2 separate regions of the Mus musculus genome follow, and region 2 is linked to region 1. A link is a contact called in public targeted proximity ligation data. All regions are on one chromosome and are shown on one strand. The core of a region is the stretch at or near the end of the contact, and the rest is flanking DNA. Distances in the headings are between cores, read along the strand shown. Region 1 holds the start of Klf9 (Kruppel-like factor 9). Region 2 has its middle 27 kb from the start of Mir1192.

Evidence for each region.
Region 2: a contact with region 1 is called in a targeted proximity ligation map of embryonic stem cells, with 17 read pairs. A contact is called at or near these places in 7 of 39 promoter capture datasets (the HPC-7 cell line, embryonic stem cells, epiblast stem cells and 3 more), 5 of 484 Hi-C or Micro-C datasets (cerebral cortex, embryonic stem cells, forebrain and 2 more), 11 of 130 datasets of targeted methods (CD8 T cells, astrocytes, embryonic fibroblasts and 4 more) and 3 of 9 other capture datasets (adipose tissue, liver and pancreatic islet).

What each region holds. Positions count from the first base shown.
Region 1 is chr19:23,139,026-23,144,922 of GRCm38.p6, forward strand. Klf9 (Kruppel-like factor 9) reads left to right here and starts at 2,201. Exons shown (of 2, transcript NM_010638.5): 1 at 2,201-3,234. The coding sequence starts at 2,730.
Region 2 is chr19:23,173,522-23,179,065 of GRCm38.p6, forward strand. No RefSeq gene overlaps it. Among named protein-coding and RNA genes, the nearest start is that of Mir1192, 27 kb to the left of the region's middle.

The DNA.
Region 1 (5,897 bases), core at 951-3,450:
TGGACAGTGGTGGTGCACACCTTTAATCCCAACACTTGGGAGGCAGAGGCAGGGGGATTTCTGAGTTCGAGGCCAGCCTGGTCTACAGAGTGAATTCCAGGACAGCCAAGGATACACAGAGAAACCCTGTCTCAAAAAACCCCCCAAAAAGGCAAGATTTCCAAGATGGCTTCCCTGCTATACACTATTGTACATATTCTCTCTATATCTATATATGAATCATATACATATATATATATATATATATATATATATATATATATATATATATCACATGGATGTCATAAGGGTCTTGGGCCTGGGTCCTGCATGAAGCATGTCCTCTGTACTCTCATGATGTGATGTGATGGCAGTGATATTTCTCCATGGGTTAGCACTTCCTGTTATATTTGTTCTTTTCCCAGGAAATGACCTTGTGTGGTGTCTTTCCTGCATAACTTTAAAAGTCAAAATAATTTACCCTACCCTTCAAACTGGAAGGGTTCTTCTGAGACCCCCCCAGAGAACCCGGTGGAGGTATCCAAAACATTAAGGGTTAACCACGAGTGGGAAAGTTGGGGTTAGATATTGTGAAGTTAGTGTCTCATAGAGAAAAAGTGCCTTTCATACTCAGGATAAATGGAGGGATTTTTTTTGGGGGGGGGTTCGAGACAGGGTTTCTCTGTGTAGCCCTGGCTGTCCTGGAACTCACTCTGTAGACCAGGCTGGCCTCGAACTCAGAAATCCGCCTGCCTCTGCCTCCCGAGTGCTGGGATCAAAGGCGTGCACCACCACCGCCAGGCAATGGAGGGATTGTAAACCCGCAGTGTTGACTGTATGCCCTGCTGTAGATCCTTAGCTATCATGATGGAAAACAACCCAGCACTCATCTCAGGAAGAAGCACACTGAGTTCATCAGACTCCCAACCCCACACTAATTGTTGACCAAGTAAAGCCACAAGATTCAGTTGTTAAGGCTCTCTGGATGATTCCAGTTCTCAGGACTATTTAACACAGTTAATATTTCACAGGGGTGGCTCCTCTAAAGCAGAGTCAGGAATCGGGAACCCTGTGCTTTTTTTTTTTTTTTTTTTTTTTTTTTTTGAGTTCTGCGGTCGTCTACCTGATAAGGTAGACCAGTCTTGTTCTCTACAATTGTGAAGCAAGAGGAAGGAAAGGCTTGCCCAGCAGGAACAGGGAGGAGTCCCTACAAAGAAAAGGATTTTTTCAAGTTATGCAAATGCAATGTCTTATTGGTCTCAGTTTATGGGTTAAGATAGCTTCAAGACAGAGCGAATTTAGAGTCAAAGGCGCCCAAGGAAGTAGGAGGTTTAGCAAAATGCCAAGATGGCGGTGCTTTTGTGTAAGAACCATTTAATACGGAACCGGATCTTTTGTTAGCTGTGAAAAATTTTAGATGAATTTCTCTTGGTTAATGTGTGGGGTGAAAGAACTTTTAAACATCTAAGTGCTGCATTCCAAACAAGAACGAATTGATGCTGTCTCATCCGAGTCTGTCCTTGGACAACGTGGCCTGCCATATCGAGGGTTTAAAATTTGACTCACACTTAGTTTATTAAGCACCCCGTCCTTCCATCTATATTTTAGAGTTAGCACCAGCAACACAAATATGAAAAGATCTGTCCGATTCACTTCTGCTCCGCAGGTTTACAAGTGTCGGGCGCTTCCTTTTGGAACGCCCTTCTGATTGGCTGAGCCAATGCCAGTGACATCAACCAACTTACTTTTGATTGGAAGCCTGGTTGCTGGGACTGTAGCGTTTGCAGGAAGTCACTTAACTGTTTGAGGGCTGGGAACCCGAAGTTGAAGTTCTGTTTCGTCCCTAGGGATGGGCGTAACTGCCTAGGGGAGAAGCGTTCCCAAGCCACGCCAGCTGGCACGTGGGCCGGGAGGCGTAGGCGCGCGCGCGGTCTGGGCGGCATCTGCGGGGATGCGCAGCCGCTGGTTGCCGGGCTCCGAGCAGTTTCCCTTTTAAATGTCAGCGTTCGGGGCTGGAGGGGCAGCACGCGGCGGCGGAACGGAACGGTCGGATTGGCCGCGCGCCGTAGTTCTAGACGCACCTCTCCACCGAAGGGCCCTTCTGACTGGCAGGGGGAGAAAGTAAACAGAGTTGAATCACCCTCCCCACTGGCCAATTGGAGGGGGCCTGGATTGTGACGTGATGGGATTCTGCGAAATTGTTACTGAGCTGGAGAATGCCGGAGAGGCGCGGCGCGGCAGGACCAGGGGCTCAGCGGCCGTCGGCGGACGCGGGAAGAAGTGTCTCGTAGGCGCGGAGCCCCACTCAGCCCCGGCCCCCCTCGTCCGCGTACTCGGCTGATGCCCCGGGGCGTCAGCTCGGCGGAGAGGCGGTCGAGGACGTGCGCCTGGCTCGCAGTTGGCTTTCTCTGGGACTCCGACACGTTTGCAGTCGAATAAACTTGCGACCGCCACGTGTGGCATCTCTCCGAGGAGGGCGCGCCCATCGTGGGATCGCGCGGGGCGCCGGGCAGGGCGGCGGCGACAGCGGCGGAGCCGGCCGCGGCTGCTGCGTGCGGAGGCGCTGCCGGTTACGTAAAGATGAGGGGCTGAGGTCGCCTCGGCGCTCCCGCGAGTCGCAAGCTCCCGCGCCCCCGCCCCCTCGGCCGCGCCGCACCGCGCTCGTCGTCCGAGGCCAGGGCAGGGCTAGCCGAAGCTCCGCAGCCACCTTCAAGTTTGGCCGCACCGCCCGGGCTGCCGTCGCCCGCACCATGTCCGCGGCCGCCTACATGGACTTCGTGGCTGCCCAGTGTCTGGTTTCCATCTCCAACCGCGCCGCCGTGCCGGAGCACGGGGGCGCTCCGGAAGCCGAGCGGCTGCGACTACCTGAGCGCGAGGTGACCAAGGAACACGGTGACCCGGGGGACACCTGGAAGGATTATTGCACGCTGGTCACTATCGCCAAGAGCTTGTTGGACCTCAACAAATACCGACCCATCCAGACCCCCTCGGTGTGCAGCGACAGTCTGGAGAGTCCCGATGAGGATATAGGATCCGACAGCGACGTGACCACCGAATCTGGGTCGAGTCCTTCCCACAGCCCGGAGGAGAGACAGGATTCTGGCAGCGCGCCCAGCCCACTCTCCCTCCTCCACTCTGGAGTGGCTTCGAAGGGGAAACACGCCTCCGAAAAGAGGCACAAGTGCCCCTACAGTGGCTGTGGGAAAGTCTATGGAAAATCCTCCCATCTTAAAGCCCATTACAGAGTGCATACAGGTTAGCGGCGTCGCCTCTCCCCCGCTTCGGGCTTTAGCTAACCTTTGGCCGGCCAGCATTCCTGGGCGCCCAGGACACCGCACTCGGCCTAGAGGCTGCAAACATTTTGGAGAAGATGCTGCTTAACTCCTGCACTCTCTCCTTACTTGGCTCCAACCTTTAGGAGCCACCCGAACCCACCCCCACCCCCCCAACCGCCGCTCTGAGCAAGTGGCTTGCGTGGCTCGGCCTGGAGCCGGCCCGCCCCTCCCTTACCCGCCCCGCCCCCGGGACTCCGTACCCCGCCGCTGCGGGGTCGCCCCACCTGGGGAGACGCTGGGGGGTAGGGTAGTCAAATGGCGCAGCTTTTATCCCATTCCCTGGTGGGGTTGCAACGGAGGGGTCGGCCTGGGAGGGGAGCCGCACTCTGCGTGAATCGTTTTAGGATGACTAAGGACTCATTTAACTGGATGGCGGCTACTTTTCAGGGCTTGCCAAGGTGGTTTTAAATTTGGCTAAGAGTCCCCTGAGAGGTTTAAAATAAAACTGCTTCAGGCTGCAGGGGAGACTGATGAAGGAATGGATGGTGGATTAACTTCTTGACTAGTTAGCTTTCCTAAGGAACGTGATTCAGTGCTGATCTGTTCCCATGTGACTTATTTGGTCTCATGCCTGAAGCCTTAGGAGAGAGGTGTGGTCTTTGCTGGAGTTCAAGGCCTCACGGATGAGTGTGGGGGCGTTCCTCTTAGCTGTAGGCCACGCAGCACACCAACGTGGCTGTAAAACCATCTGCTCTAGGGAACTGGCTTTAGGAGCTTAGTAGGACCCTGGTCAACTAGCTCTGGTGGTTCTAGTTAAACATGCCTAGAAAAAGGTGGAAGGCGTTCACATATGAACAAGTGTTGAGGTCAGCTAGGGAAGGGTCGTTTGTAACTGTTGTTATGATCAGGCAGCGGGCCTTACCTTGTCCTGAGACCGCATGTTTCAGAGTTGTTGGCATCGTGTCCAAAGGTGTTGAGGGGTTTGGTGTGAGACATTGGCATTTTGTAGAAGAGGTCCGGAACCTTTCTTTGGTTTCAAAATGATACTCGGTGGGATTTTCAGGTTTGTTTGCTATTGAAAAGACTATGTAGCCACCTGCCCTTTTTTATTATCCTTTGGAAAGTGAGTCTCTGGGAGGTGGCTGCCAGCATCAGAATAAATCTTAAATTTCCTAGTGATAATGAAAAGCTAGGTGCTGTTTGGGGTCCACGTCTAGGTTGCCATATGAAACTGCACCTTTGTAAGTTTGACTCTATAATAGCAGTTGGACAGGCCTGTACCCTCAGTGGGGGGGTGTGACCTTTAGTAGGGCTCTGGGAGGTGAACAGAGGTATAATAACTCAGCGAGTTACTCTCCACAGCTGTTGGGCGGGCCTGGCCATGTCAGCCATGTTCCCAGGGTTCAGTGGCTCACATGGACACCCACGGCCACCTTGAGCAAAGGCATTTTCTCCTTCAGGAGGACTGCCCAGTGGATGATGCAGGTGGGGAGGCCCGCAGTGCCTACTGTGGCTCAGCAGAAGATACCCAGCATTCTGGGCCATTTCAGCTGAGTGCTTTTCTCGGGCATTTATAGAAATGGCTGCTCATGTGTGCGTGCATGCGTGCTGCTCTTTAATTCTCCATAAGGCACGACAGCTCAGCTGTTTCAGGAGAACCTTTCACACCGATCACAGTTGAAAAGGAAATTAAGTAGGTGTTCTTCCCATTTTAAAATGCTACAGTCATACCTTTGGCTCTAGTGGTGTGGTGATTTCAGGGGTCTTAACTTATGTTTGGGGGGGGGGGCGTTGGGGATAAGTACTGCTAGTGTGGACAAAAATGCCAGCCGCTACAGATAATGCCTGAAGTGTTTTGGAGAGGAGGCGCATGCCAAGTTGAGTTTCTGGCGCTTCCATTCTCAGACAGCTTCAGGTTAGCTCGTGGTTGGGTGGGGCAAGCAGCTTCCGGATTTTCTCTCTGCGACTTCTTAAATCCTGAAGGTGCTTGGATCATCTGCATTCCGTGAAAATCTTAAGAACTGAAGTCCCTGCCACACCCCCCGAGCTCAGTACTGCTCCATACAGTCCCTCTAGAATCCCTCCCTTTTGCTCACTTCCTTATAGAGTCTTACACAGCTCAGCTTCCATAGAAGTTGAATCATTTCAATTTTTTTTTTGCCCCCTTTAATTCATGGAACACCTTCCATGCTGTCCCGAGGAAGGACACAGAGGAGGTGACTGAGTGAGGCTCGGGTTTTGCCTCTCTGTTTTCCTGAGACCCTACAGCAGGTGTTTGTAATTGGGGGTTTGCAAACTGTCGCCCTGCTGCAGAATTGGCTTTGCAGATTTGTTTGCTGTGGACAGCACAGAGTTTATAAAAATTTCATTAGTTACCAGCATCTAAAAAATCAGGATTCTGGCCTAAGTCCAGATGTCTAGCTTCTCTGGAAAGATCTGGCAAATAGTGGGCCGGATTCTTGCCTAGCAACAATTGGTTTGAACCACTTTTTATCAGGAGGACCTCATTTATATCTTTTTACTTTTGGTTTTTGGAGGCAGTGCCTTGCTATAGGCTGAACTTGCTATAAGCTGAACTTGGGCTTGAGATGTTCCCCTCACCCCCACCTCCTAAGTGCAGAGGTTACAGGCATGTACGCCAGA
Region 2 (5,544 bases), core at 485-2,984, 34 kb after region 1:
CCTGTCTGTCTGCTGCTAGACTCCCTGACATGATGGTCACGAACTCTTAGGAACTATGAGCACTGAATTAAACACTTCCTCTTATAAATTGTCTTGGTCATGATGTTCTGTCATGGCAATAGAAGAGTAACCGAGACACTCACTCATACACTCATTCTTTGCTATAAATACTTCATGAATGTGAAAAAGTATAAATAGGCAGCAAATTCAATGAGCCATAAAATTAATAACTAAGAAGGATATGGGTAAAATGGGATTTAAACACAAATCCAAGAAACAGAGCTTTGAAGAGACCTTCAAAGTTATACTGCAGTAAGCCAAACAAGGAACAAGAACAAAAAGCAACCTAATGTGAATGAAGAATACACTTCATAGCTATAGATGTAATATGCTAATACTTTTGGACACTTTAATAAAAAAACCATTGATTTTTCTAGGAAAAGAATCCTGGTGAGTGAAGGTGAAACTTATGGATATACTAAAATCCTTAAAAATTAAAAAATTATTTTTATTTTAAAAAGGCATGTGGCTGGGTGGTGGTGGTGCACGCCTTTAATCCCAGCACTTGGGAGGCAGAGGCAGGCAGATCTCTGAGTTCGAGGCCAGCCTGGTCTACAAAGTGAGTTCCAGGACAGCCAGGGCTACACAGAGAAACCCTGTCTCGAAAAACCAAAAAGAAAGAAAGAAAGAAAGAAAGAAAGAAAGAAACAAAGAAACAAAGAAACAAAGAAACAAAGAAACAAAGAAACAAAGAAACAAAGAAACAAAGAAAGAAAGAAAAGAAAAAGGCATGTGTTCTTTAAATGCTGTTAGAGGGGACTGGGGTGGGGGGTGTGCCACCAGACATGACATTGTCTCTACCCAACAAACCATGTGTGTACTCATTGGCCCGTGTTTCAATTTTAATAGTAAGCAGAAACATCATTTTAAAATAAATTATTTCTAGTTAGCTCATGATGTCACAGGCTCTGTTACATTAGGATTAATATGCTCAGTGCATAATTCACAAGTGCGCATGAGCAGATGGATACATAGTAAAATCTGACAAGTGATATAAAGTGAGCCTTTATAAACAAGTCTCCATGTTTTCAAAACAAGGTAACGTACAATAACCAAGCATAATTGGCTTGGGCAATAACACAGACATAGTATGAGGAGGCTAGTCACAGTCCACAGGAAGCAGAGGGAGAATGCTGCTCTGCCCCCTTCTTTTTATTCAGTCTGGGAGCCCAGCCCTCTGAATAGTGCTACCCATATTGAAGGTAAACATTCACACTGCAGTTAAACCTCTCCAGAAATGCCCTCATAAACACACGTAGATGTTGTTTAAGTGACTGTAACCCAAGTTGACATTATTAACCATTGCACAGGTTCATGATATATTTACTGTAAAAATATGTATAGCACAGGCCCAATTTAAAATATGTAAGGGATGTGTTTAGAAAAATAAGGCTTAGACAGGTGGTGGTAGTGCACGCCTTTAATCCCAGCACTTAGGAGGCAGACACAGACAGATCTCTTGAGTTTGAGGCCAGCCTGGTTTCCAGAGTAAGTTCCAGGACAGTCAGGGCTTCAGAGGAACCATCTCTAAACAAACAAACAAACAAACAAACAAAATAAAAAATGAAAGAAAAAGGCTTAGAAGGCTTGGCAGGGCAGCAGTATGGATTCATTTCTTTAGAGACAAGGTCTTGCTGTGTAGTCCTGGCTGGCCTTTAGCTTGGTGTGTAGCAGAGGGTGACCTTGAACTTCTGACCCTCTTGCCTCCACCTCACAAGTATTTGGGATTACAGGCATGCACCACGGTAACCAACATTATTTTCCTCCAGCGCAAGGAAAAGCCCAGGGCCTCCAGCATGATAGGGAAGGGTCTACTCTCCCTCGCCTTGTGCTCAAATTGCCAGAGTGAAAGTAGATGTTTGTTTATAAAAGAGGAAGAAAAGCTATGCCCAGAAACCAATCTAATGCCATCATCCCAGGACAGCAGCCCAAGGCCCTTGCTCTGTAGGAAACCTGCTGTGTCCTTACCTGAGTGAGGCTTGTGGTTTACTTTTGGACTGTCTGCCCCCCACACTAAGAGACAGCTCATCTGTGGGCTCCCACCTGGAAGCCGTCTTGGGTTGACATAGGGTGGTGTCTGGCTGCTAGGATGGTCACCAGTGAGCTGTGAATTCTTAAGCTCTCTCATCAGTTCTCCAGTTCAAGGAGCCTCTGTTGACCTTGGCAATGAAGCACTTTGCTTCTTATGTTTCCTCTCAAGTGCAGGAGCTGAGTCCAGTCTTTTCTGTTCCTGCCTACAACCATAAATTCAGTTCTTCCCAGGTCAAGATGTCACATTTAAAGTTTGCTGAGAAAATTAGCCCTCTCCCGTTCTTAGCTGGGTCTGATGAATTTCTTTTAGGCTCTGGGTCCTCTTAAGAAAAGCCACTTTCAAATGTAATATCCTATAACTTCACGGGGGAAAGTAGGCTTTGTGTGTGTCTAGGGTTGCACAAAGCAGGCACTATGGTTTCAACGTCTGCACTTCTCTTCTCTCAGAGTGCACTTGGTCCTTGATTAAGTAAGAGTTAAAAATCCCTGCGTCCACTCTTCTCGCATTAGCTTTGTTCATGAGAATGACCTGGAAGAGGGGGCATTTGGTGCTTGCAAAATTATGGCCCTTGGTTAGTTTTTGTGCAGCCAGGAAGCTGAGGATGGTCTTTATCTCTTTAAATGGTTGAAAACATAAAAGAGAGCTCTATTACAAACACACAAAGAATAGATGCAATTCAAACAGAAGTGTTCCTAATAAAATGTTATTGCAATGCAGCTATTCATATGCATTTATATACTGTCTATGACTATAAGGTAGGTGAGTGGTTATGGCAGAGACTATAAAGAGTCCACAGTGACTGTACAGGGAGTTTATAGCCTCAATTCCAGCTCTTGGCTATTATATCTTCTTTTGTAGAGAAAGTATTGGGGATCAAATGTAAAACCTCATGCATACTAGACATGGGCTCTATCATTGAGCTGTAACAACACACACACACACACACACACATTCTAGGATGACCTTGGGTTTATGATCCTTCTGTCTCTACCTCCCCAGTGCTGGAATTACAGGCTTGCACCACACCCACTTTAATAGGAGTTGGAGAGTCAAACCCAGGATTTCTGCAGGCTAAACACACTATCAACAGCTCCAGTACTTTTACCTGCAGAGGCATCTCAGCATTCCCAGTCCCATCTATGTTTTTAAAAGCTAGTTTAAAAAACGAGAAAGGTGCAGGTCACTGAAATCCTTTATTTTTTATTTTTTAGAGACAGGGACTCACACTATATAGCCTTAGTTGGCCTGAAACCGTATATGTAAACTAGGCTGGCCTCAAACTCACAGGGATCCACCTGCCTCTGTCTTCTGATTAAAAGCACATGCTACCACACCCAGCCTGAATAGCATTTTTAAAAATGTAAACAAACTGAACGTTTCCTGAAGGCTGACCTTTGTATTCCCCATTTCTGCCACCTAACCCTACTGGATCCACAAGTTTGTGTTCCCAAGGATGACACTGCAAATGCTGCAGTCTTCTTTCTAGTTTCTCTGCTTGTCTGCTGGTTAGGAGCTGCCAGGTCAGGGTTTGCATTTAGGGTTAAGCTTTTCGCACGCAGGTTTTCTTCTGAAGCTACCTCTTAACCCCATTTACCTAGCATAAGAGCAAGCAAGCTTGCTTTCTGTTAATTCCAGGGAAAGCCTTAGGTCTTCAGGCTGCATGTTTACCATAGGAGAATCACCCCGTGTTCAGTTTCTGTTTTCCCAAAGCAACAAGTTCCCAGCCCCACTTCCTTTCTTTTCTTCCCTTCTTCTCCACTCCCTCAGTCTTAGTATTTTATTTTATTGCGTGTATATGAGAGTGCAGATGCCCTTGGAAACCTCTGGAGTTGGACTTGTTACAGGCAAATTGTGAACTGCCTGATGAGGTGGCTGTTGGGGACTGAGCTTGGGTCCTTTTCTTTTCTTAAAGATCTATTTATTTATGTGAGGACACCATAGCTGTCTTTAGACACACCAGAGAAGGGCATCGGATTCCATTGCATATGGTTGTGAGCCACCATGTAGCTACTGAGATTTGAACTCAGGACCTCCGGAAAAGCAGTCAGTGCTCTTAACTGCTGAGCCATCTCTCCAGCCCTCCATACCCCTCCCCCACCGGGTCCCTTTTCAAGAACAGTATGCTTACTTCACCACAGAGCATCTCTCTCACACACAACCCTTTCTTTCTGAATATGCTTTGCCTCTAAGCTCTATTTGCTAAGGTGAAGATGCATCATCAAAGCAATGGGATACTAGGTGACTGGGCTTTATTTACAGCTCTGGAGATCAAACTCAGGGCCTTACACATACAAGGAAAGCACCCTCCCATCCAGTCCAACCCATCTCAGTTTCTTTGGTTGTGGAGTCTCATTTTAGCAGGATTCTTTCTTCAATGTGTCCGCAGGTCTTATATTTTTGCTTAGGCCAGGCATATTCTCTAATATTTTGCATGATTAAATGCACATTTGACAAACCAGAACAGGTCTAAAACAGACAAGGATCTCTCTAGAGAGGGGATGCTTGGTTGTTTAGTTTGTTCAGCAGTCCTCGTGCCCCTGGATGCATTTAGCGTTCATCATGTCATGTTTCCGCTATCCACGACTCCAGCTGCCCTCCCCATCTTCACAGAAGTCGAGGGCAGTACATGTGAAAGGACCTGAACTCAGGTTTCAAACCTCCTCTGGGGTCAGCATGTTTCCTTCTCTACAGATGTAACAGAGAATTTAAAGCCTAAACAGACACCCTTTCTGTTTCTCTGTTAGTCCTAAGTAATCAGGGTTTTTAGGTATATCCTAAAAAAATCATTTTCTGTTATTACCACCCACTGAAATGCCAATAGATCTCTGTGAAACTTCTCCAAATAATGAACTTTCACATATTATTTTACCTATGTTTATTTTTGTTATGGAAACTTATCATTGGCATTTGTTTGTCTTCAGAATCTTCTGAGGGAATGCCTCTACCTTCAAACACTTTAAGGTGTTCTGTGGAGGAAATGTCCACTGTTTGTGCACTCCCAGAGAGACTGCCTGCAATTTAAATTTCCATTTTCCTAGAGCGCAGCCACCTTCTTCCTAACTCTACTGCAGTCCCAATGAGAACATGTCTACTGACTCACCCCTGAGTGGGCGGTGCTCAGCTTTAATCCTAGTATGTGGGGACAGAGGCAAGCAGGTTTCTGTTGGAGGTCAGACTACCAAATTCCAGACTAGCCAGGGCTAAGTAAGTAGTGAGACTCCAAATCTAAAAACAACAGACTCGAAATAACAAAACTGGGCTAGAAGCTTAGTGGGTAAAGCTAAGGTCAGGGTCTCTCTATGTAGCTCAGTCTGGCCTAGAGCTCTGTCACTTGTTTACAACCTAGTGCTGTAATCTTTAATAAAAACAGTTTCTCTCAGTGTGGTGACTCCCAAACATAAACTTATTATTATTTTTTTAGATTTATTTATTATTATATCTAAATACACTAT